2 separate regions of the Gossypium hirsutum genome follow, and region 1 is linked to region 2. The links are chromatin contacts, called in public Hi-C maps. All regions are on one chromosome and are shown on one strand. The core of a region is the stretch at or near the end of the contact, and the rest is flanking DNA. Distances in the headings are between cores, read along the strand shown.

The links. A called contact is a pair of places that touch in the nucleus more often than the background predicts.
Region 1: a contact with region 2 is called in a Hi-C map of leaf, with 1.5 times the contacts expected there. The contact joins the promoter of LOC107924483 here to the promoter of LOC107924360 in region 2. A contact is called at or near these places in 2 of 34 Hi-C or Micro-C datasets (both in leaf).

The regions. Positions count from the first base shown.
Region 1 is chrA11:12,491,096-12,495,271 of Gossypium_hirsutum_v2.1, reverse strand. LOC107924483 (gamma-tubulin complex component 4) reads right to left here and starts at 2,797. Exons shown (of 16, transcript XM_016854955.2): 1 at 2,196-2,797; 2 at 1,807-2,098; 3 at 1,579-1,715; 4 at 1,067-1,165; 5 at 780-900; 6 at 2-274. The coding sequence starts at 2,365.
Region 2 is chrA11:12,287,497-12,292,193 of Gossypium_hirsutum_v2.1, reverse strand. LOC107924360 reads left to right here and starts at 2,976. Exons shown (of 7, transcript XM_016854767.2): 1 at 2,976-3,571; 2 at 4,144-4,343. The coding sequence starts at 3,245.

The sequences.
Region 1 (4,176 bases), core at 1,548-4,047, 200 kb before region 2:
CCTTTAGATCTAGAAGCATAGTTTCAATCTTATCAGCCACTGATTGTGGGAGCAATTCTTCTCCAATTGTTTTTACATCCAGGAAAGCCTCCTTCTGGAAAGGAACACCCACAGCTGATCCATGAAACTTTTGAGAGCCTTTTTTTGTCTGCTGATTAGACAGAGCATCCTGAAATTGGATTGCAGGGCTTGGGTTCCAGAGAACCCTGATGGCTTTACCAGCAAAAAGAATAGACTCTGCTACACGCATATGGATATACTCAGGGAGCATATCCTACAAAACAACAGCCGAAGAATAAATAGCTCGCGACAACAAAACTAAGAACACAGAAAGAAGTATGCACAAAATCCTTTTTATCTGAGATTCATTTCCAGGTTTCTTTCCATTTAACTTATAGGTTCACAGTAGCAGAACATAGATTACTGGTTTGTTGACTTGCAGATTTAACCTAACAATTCCCACACACAAATCCTTGTTTCTTAATTGCTGCTAATGAAGAAAACAGTGACGATTTTATTCATCTATAGAAACTAATGCCTACAGCAATAAATCAAATGAAGTGAGTGATGTCTGCTATCCTAATAACAATTTGCTAAATAAATGCTCAAATGTGACTGGAAGTATGGGAATTGACCACAAACCCTAGAATAAAGTTTCCCCATTCCAACAAGTTTATATGTAATAATTAATTTTAGCTAAAACAAGGAACAGAGGTTTGCAACAATGTCATGAAAAAAAAAAAGAAACTAAAACAATTAGGAGATGGCTCCAAAAATACCAGAAATATATGAAAGCCCAAGTGCCAATCAGTTAAAGATGTATCCACAGTTGACAAGTGAGCCAATTTTTCTGATGTATCCAAGATAGATGAGCCATATTCCACATCCCGATCTTCTTGCCTGGAAATAATAGAATCATTAAACTAGTTCAATGTGTAAGGATACAAACCAAAGAGAAAGTCCATGCGACTTATGAAATAAAAGAATTAAAAGACATTAAAGTTCCAAAAAAAAAAAATCCTTGTATGAATTAAAAAGGGAAAATACATACTGTTTTAATCCTTACCTTCTAATGAAAAATTCTCCATGCTGGTCTTGTAGAATTCCATAAATCATCCACGATGATAGTTGGTTATACAACACTTGATGACCATGCCAAAGAAGCCTATGGTTCAAGAATTAGTCTACAAGCTGATCATTAAAATCTTAACATTTTTAAGCAATGAACATATGGCTATAACCTAAAACTACATTTGAAGACAGTTAACTCATAACCAAGCATAAACATAGTCTCAGGCTCCCCAGCCATTCACAAGCAATTACATGAACACTGAAATTAGGCATATAGAAGTTTGGATTGTAATCATTGATTTAATCTTAATTAATTATCATAGCAGATTGAAGAATGCAATAAATATGAATTTTAATTGCAGTATAAATTTTCACTAGAGAGGCATAAGAAAAGGGTGGTATTATTATTAAGAAAACAAACTGGCATTTTTATAGGAGAAATGGAGACTACTTGTCGCATTTTTTGCATTAGAAAAGCAAAGCAAAAAAACAAAGGAAACTCAATACCTTTGAATGCAGGCCTGCAATTCAGGCACCCCACAGTGGCAGCGTTTGTGTAAAAGGTTAAGAAGCTGTCCTCCACGTATATCATCACGCTCAATCTCTAGAATAAGCTCGTACAAAGGCGGCAATATAACAAAGAACTGCAACGAAATGATAAACTTATAGAACGAGAGTAAAGAGCAACTAGGAAATTTAAATCAGCGATACGACGTGCTTAAAATAACAAGAAACCTTATTGAGGGCCTGAGTGACAGTTGCCAAAATTGGCATGGTTTCCGACAACAATTTCTGCTCGAGTTGAAGAACAGCAGACTTGTAGACAGAGAGTATCTCCACCAGGCCATTAGCAATGGCTCTTCGATAAACGCTCGGCTTCCCGCTTTTAGGATTTGACAACTCAGAGGCTCTGTCCAAAGGAGAAACATCAGCCGCTCTTATCCAGCTTAGATTCCGGGATTTCGTGGCAAAGCGATCGAGCTCTCGGTAGTAAAACCCTAACGTAATTAGCTTCTCGATAAGATCCCTGGGAGAAAATTATTCGTATGAAACCCTAAGGAAAGAGAGAAGAGAGAGAGAGGGTTTTGGATGTTTATGAAAATTAAAATTTTCTTTCTTAAGACCTTTCACTGGGGTCGATGAAGGAAATGTCGGAAGCAAGCTTGAAGGAACGTTGTTCGGAGATGGGAGCGTTGGGGGATAAGCAAATGCCGAGAGATTTATGATGTTCTCGCTCGTCGATTATTAGATCTCCTGTGTAACCAACAAGTGCTAGTAAAAGCTCGTGCAACATTTCCCCCCTTCTTTATAGTCGTTTTTGTGAAATGAAAGACAATCAGAGAGAATTCATGGCTTATCTGTTCTATTCTCTCCAATAACCGCTGATTAAACTTTAGTAGCAGTATATAAAATTTTGAATTAAAAGCTAGTCTCCAAAATGCCGATTGCCGGGTGAAGTCCGGCTGCTGTATAACCTTGCCGGCTCACTCCACTACTGCACTAGACAACATTAATGGATTGGGCCTTGCTTAATAAAGAGCCCAAATGCTGCACACCACCATTATAGTACCATTCCGGTTAGTGTCGGTCATTCTACTAATTACAGATTGATGGAAGGTTTCAAGTTTCAAACTTTCAAGCATTGATTCAATAAACAAATGAGGATGAAATATAACAAGTTTATGACTTCTTCTAATGCACTCATTAAGCTCCGCAATTACAAATAACAGCATCGAACTCCTCATTTTTTTTGAGGAGCGGATGTTTACAAAGACAAAACAAAATGCACATAGCATGAGTAATAGTTGCCCTGTGTCGTTTTGCTCCTTCATCTTGCCAGCAGCGACTCCTTTATTTGTCCACATTGTTTAAGATCGTCTGGTTTTTTCATGTTGATTAGTTTTATGATTACACCAACACAAGCAGGTATTTCAAACATGAGAAGAGTCATTGTGTGCGCAACGAATACACAAGGGAGGTAAGGAGAATTGATCGAGAAGAGAGAACAGATGGAGAAATACAGAAATAACTACATCAACTAAATAGCGTAAAGGTAACTCCCCAGTGCCCACATGAATGTTTCGTAGAATATTTTTTTCTTTTCACCATCGACCTCCTCAACCCATCATTCCCTTCAACATCTTCATTTCAACTCCCCTTATTTCCACCAACATTAAAATCATTCTCCATGATGAAAAAAATTACTACTAAACATACAACAAATAAAAGTAAACAAGGATACAGTGTGCAAGCTAAGATGGTTTCCTGCAAAAGGTTAGGAGATTGTGAGATTTGTGATAACTGCTAAAGTTATCAAAATATTTACCGGTGTAGAAAGGTCTTTAATGGAATGAGGAAGTGTTAGCAAAAAAATAAACGAGATGTACCTATAAAAAGCAAAAGGAAAAATTGAAGCAAATTCGGTATCACTAATTGTTAAGGGTTTATATTTATGGATCTTTAAAAATAGGAAATACAAAGCTAGGTAATTAGCACGAATAATAAAATTAATTTTTAGCTACAATTCTATTAATGATTAAGAAGAATGGCGAAAAGTTTTGTTGATTATGTGCAAGAATTCACTTTATTTTTGAAATGAGAGAAAAATATTTAACCATCTTTCATATTTCATTTGCTAATTCAATATCATTTTAAGGTTACTTTCACTTCTTTTAATTTGATGAAGAAGCAGTACTATGTGAAATATTTTTCACGGAATATATCTTAAAACACAAGACATGGTTGTTTTTAACTAGAGTAGTTCCTAAATAATCATTATTTTAACTTGTTCCAAACTTGAGTTATTCTATATATAATTGTTATCAATTTAGAAGTTGTTTTGAACATGAATTTTTGTGGTGATATTTTTCTTGATAGAACTTTTGATTAATGACCCTTTTGAAAAAATACAATTGTTCTAAACCATGGTTGTTCTAGGAATAACTATTCCTAAAAACGTCATTATTCCAAATAAAAATTGTTCCAGAGCTCTTCTTTGGGTGCTATTTCTTTGTACTCATAAATATTATTTCCAATATTCGAATTAGGGTGGGTTTGAATGGTGGTACATTTACTTATGGTTAGTGTAAAAACAATGATGGCATT
Region 2 (4,697 bases), core at 1,727-4,226:
CGATTTAGTCCATTTTTAGAAATTTTCAAACGATTTGATTTTCGGTATTTTTTCTTACTAATTTTTAACTTTGAATTTTTTATTTATTTTAATAAAATATTTTTTAAAATTATTATATAATTTGTCTCTTGAACTTATTTAAAAGTATCTAATTAGTATCTTCTTTTTTTTTTTACTTCATTGATACTTAGACTTGTATTTCGTTATCTAGGTCACTAACATAATTAATTTGCGCTAATGTGCCATTAATTACCAGTTCGATGGAGACACATAACAACCTCTCAACATTCCATGTGGCAAAGCATAAATTAAAAAATATTTTAAAACTTTATTAATTTATATATTTTAAAAACTTTAAATTTTTTTATTTTATACCTGCCACATGACTAGACTTGCTCATGGGTTGGGTCACTTGACCTGGCCCAAAGGCCCGCCCGAGAAATGGGTTTAAGTAAAAAATAAGGCCCGTTTTAAAAATGGGACGAGCCTCGAGTAAGACATTTTGGCTCGAGCACAGTCCGAATTCGCTAAATGTCAAAAAAATCTACTTTTTTGTGATTTAATGATAGTTTCTTATATTTTCCTCTTATTTTGCTATCATTTCACTATTATATTGCTACTATTAGGGGTGAGTAAAATTCAATTTCATTCAAAAAAATTTAAATTTTGAGTTAATCGAATCGAGTTATTCAAATTATTCGAGTAAACTTGAATAAGAAATTTTGAATTTCAAGTTTGAGTTTAGTTGAATTTTTATAATTTGAATAACTCGAATAATTCGAATAACAAATTAATATGAATATCGTTTTGATTCCTGTCAATTTTGAAATGAACAAATTGATCTCTCTCTTAAAAAAATTACAAAAAAAAAATCAAAGTAATTTTCAAATTTTGAAAATAATTTTTTAAATTCAAAATATTTATACAAATTCAAAAATTTATATTTTAAAAAATTATAGTTAAAAAAATCTAAAAAATATATAATAAAATTTTAATAAAATAATAATTTTGGAATCTAAATAAGCGATTAATGATTCAAGTTTATCATACAAAAATATCTTATTTTTTATTATTTTACTTTTAAAAAGTTTTCAAATATATATTGTTTCAAATTTTTGTGTTCTAACATGGAAATAGTTATATTATACAAGATTTTAATTTAACATTATTAATTTTTCTAATTTAACTCAAACGGTTTCAATCGATTCAATCGAATGCTCACCCCTAATTTAAGTTATCCAAAAATCCAAATAAAAAAAAAAGAATAAGCAAAATTACGTCGTTTTGATAAATGTTTACCTTTTCTAAAGTTTAAAGTCAAAACTATCAAGTTAAAAGGCAAAACTAAGTTGTTTTGATAAATGTTTACCCATTAGTCTTACTTTCCTTGCCGAATCGCCTCACTCCCCTTTTTTCCTTTGCTCAAAATTAATTTAAAAGCTTGTACTTCGTCTACTAGTAAAATAATCGATCCACGTAAACAGAATATTGAGTATAAATAATAAGATTCATTAATTCAACTCGACTCGAAACTTTTTGACTCAATTCAACTCGACTCGATCGAATACTCACCCCTAGCTACTATTTTGTTGTTATTGTTTGGATATTGTATAACACTTGTTTTATTGTTAATTTTGTTATTATTTTAGAGATATTTTCTTATTAAGTTGCATCTATTTTAGTATTATTTAAGTATACATATTTTTTAAAATTTATTTTCAATTTGGTCGGAAATATTTATTTTAAAATTTTTAGTATCTTTTATGTATTATATATATTTAAAATTTATGTAAAAAAATATAATGTAATTTTTTTTATATGGGTGAGCAGTGTCGGGCCCGAGTTTTAGCATTTTTACAGGCCAGGCCCAAGCCTAGCAAACGAGCCTATTGCTTTGCTTGAGCTCGACCCGAACTCGGCCCGACCCATGATCACTTCTACACATGACATATTGAGATGTTACCATATGTCACTATCGAATTAGCTAACAGTGCCACACTAGCACAAACTAACAATGTTAGTGTAAAGGTACCAACCTAGGTAACGAAATATAATTCAAGTATTAATTAGGTACTTTTAGATAAATTAAGGGAGCAAACAATATATTAACTTTTATTTTTATTTTGATAAGGTTTCAAGAAACAAAAACAAAAAAAGAATTTGTACTTCGTTTTAAAAAGAGTTAGGATAAACAATATATCAATTTAGCATTGCTTCTAAGAACCACTTTTGTGACAAAAAAATATTTTTGAGATAAAAATATTGTTAAACAAGATATCTTTTTTTTAAAAAAAATTAAATCCAACTGAAAATACTAAAAATCAAGAGAAAAAAATCTAATTTATTATTCTGATATTAAAAAAAGATATAAATAACGTAAAATTATTATTTTGATATAACTTTTTTTTAAAAAGTACAGGCACAAAAATACTTTTTAAACTAAAAGGAGAACAAAGAATTATAACTTTTAAAAAATAATACTAAATTAAACGTCAGTAATTGGAAGCAGACAAGCGCTTAGCGATTCACATTTTGTTCATGCTTTCATTATTTCCATACCTTATTTCGCCAAGGTTTTTGCCACTTTTTTCCAGTGTTTGGCGAAACTCGTTTTCTTGCGACACCAGATAACGTAATTCTCCTCTCCCCCTAAATGCTGTGGAGTTGGGTGCACAAATTATTATTGGTATTTCATATATGAAATACTAATTCAAGTCAAACACACAATTAAAAGCCTATCCCGATCAAAAGAAAAAAATATAGATCGGACGGTGATGGATGCATCAAATTTAGCTCAGCGTCATTGATGGTCTCATTTATGTATTTGTTTCAAAATATAACCATGCAATGAAAAAAAATAGAAAGATAAAGAGGTGATCAATCAAGTGGATAATAATTAATTAGGAAAGAGAGGGTCAACGTCGTCATTTCGATCGTTTTTAATTACGCTATAACCTTCGTTGAAAACGCAAGCGAAATCAGAATTCAGGCCGACAAAGCCTTTTTCTGTTCAAATTTTTTTTTTTTTACATGTTTTTATTTCTTATTTCCTTCTTCAAATCTTTTAAAGAAAAAAACCAACGCCGCAAAGAGAAAAACACTCGTGGGTCGTACGTGGGCTGCCTCTTCAATTTCGTCCTCATTATTTTACCTCTTCAAATTTAAAGCCCCTCCAAAATCCCTTTCAACGCTACTCCGGCAAAAGGAGCTAAGACTTTTAATTTTTTCTCCCCATAGCAGTAGCATGTCAAACTCAGGCGGGTACGCGGTAGCCCGAACTCAGACGAGGGACCGATTCTACAATCCGCCAGCGGTGAGGCGACATCAGCAGTTGCAGAGGAAGCAACTCACACACAGACCGTTGCTGAGTGAGCTACGGAAACGGTCAGATAAGGAGAGCGAAGTCAACTCAGTCGATTCAGTGGCTGAGACTCGGGCAGATTCTGACGACTCTACATTGTCGAGGCGTAACTCGGTCTGCTACTCTTCGCCGAATATTGCTAAATTGACCAATTTGGATAGGCTCATGGAATCAGTCACCCCTTTTGTCCCGGCTCATTGCTTCTCTGAGGTATTGTGAAAGACTTTCGTCGTAGCTAAACATAGTTCTGGAGAATTACATTTTGAGTTTTTTTTTTTTTGAATTTTTTAATGGCTATACAAGAACAAAGAAAAGAGAGCTAATTACTATTTGGCTGAGAAAAAGAAGAACTTATATTAGGAAAGAAACGCAAATGTTTTTTTTTTTAATTATTAATTTAAAATGTAATGGTCAGTTTAGTACAAATTCCAACTTGTGAGAATTAGCTGCATTATGCTAATTAATGGTGTTGGGGGTTTTACTGTGTGTCTATGATTTGCATTCTTGTGGTCCTAAACTGATAAAAGATTTAGATTTATCTGGTTCGAATCAACATTACGTCTTGTTTATGAAAATAAAAACAGCGGATTTATATTTCTCATATATTAATGATCAAAAAGTAGATTGATTTAATTGGTTGAAGCTATACTTAAGGAAGAGTTTGAAAGAGGTTTCATTATATATTCTCTTAGCAATTTGTTGGGGTTCAGGAATCTTAAGTTTTTACTTCACGGCATTCATTTCAACATTTGTATTTTTCCTTCTGTTTGTTGGTTTGATAGGCACAACTGAAGGGACAGGAAACCCGTGAAGTGGATTTACGCTCATATTATTGGCTCGGTGATCTTTGGGAATGTTTTAGCGAGTGGAGTGTATACGGAGTCGGAGTGCCGCTATTGTTGAATGGGAGTGATTCTGTTAAGCAATACTATGTTCCTTACTTGTCAGGCTTACAATTGTATGTAGATCCACATCAGCCGAGGTGAGCTTCTTGCTGCTATATCCTTCCTAAATTTTCCTCTTCCCTATTCATAAATTCCCGTTAGTATGGTAGTTGTATTTATTGTTTTTTATCATGTCAGATTGCTCTCTTAACTATGTGGCAGTGATGAATATTCTAGATTCTTATACATTACTGGTTCTTATGCTTCCTCTTGATATTGCAATGATGTAGTAAGTTAAATTGATGGTTGATATATATATATTATCTGGCGATAAGAAACCTTGAATGCTCTCTCTTAAACCATCTAACTTGTTTTGGAATGTTGGTTGGCTGTCCTACATAATGCATCCATTGCTACAATTTTTTTTGCTGACAGATAATGTTGATTTGACG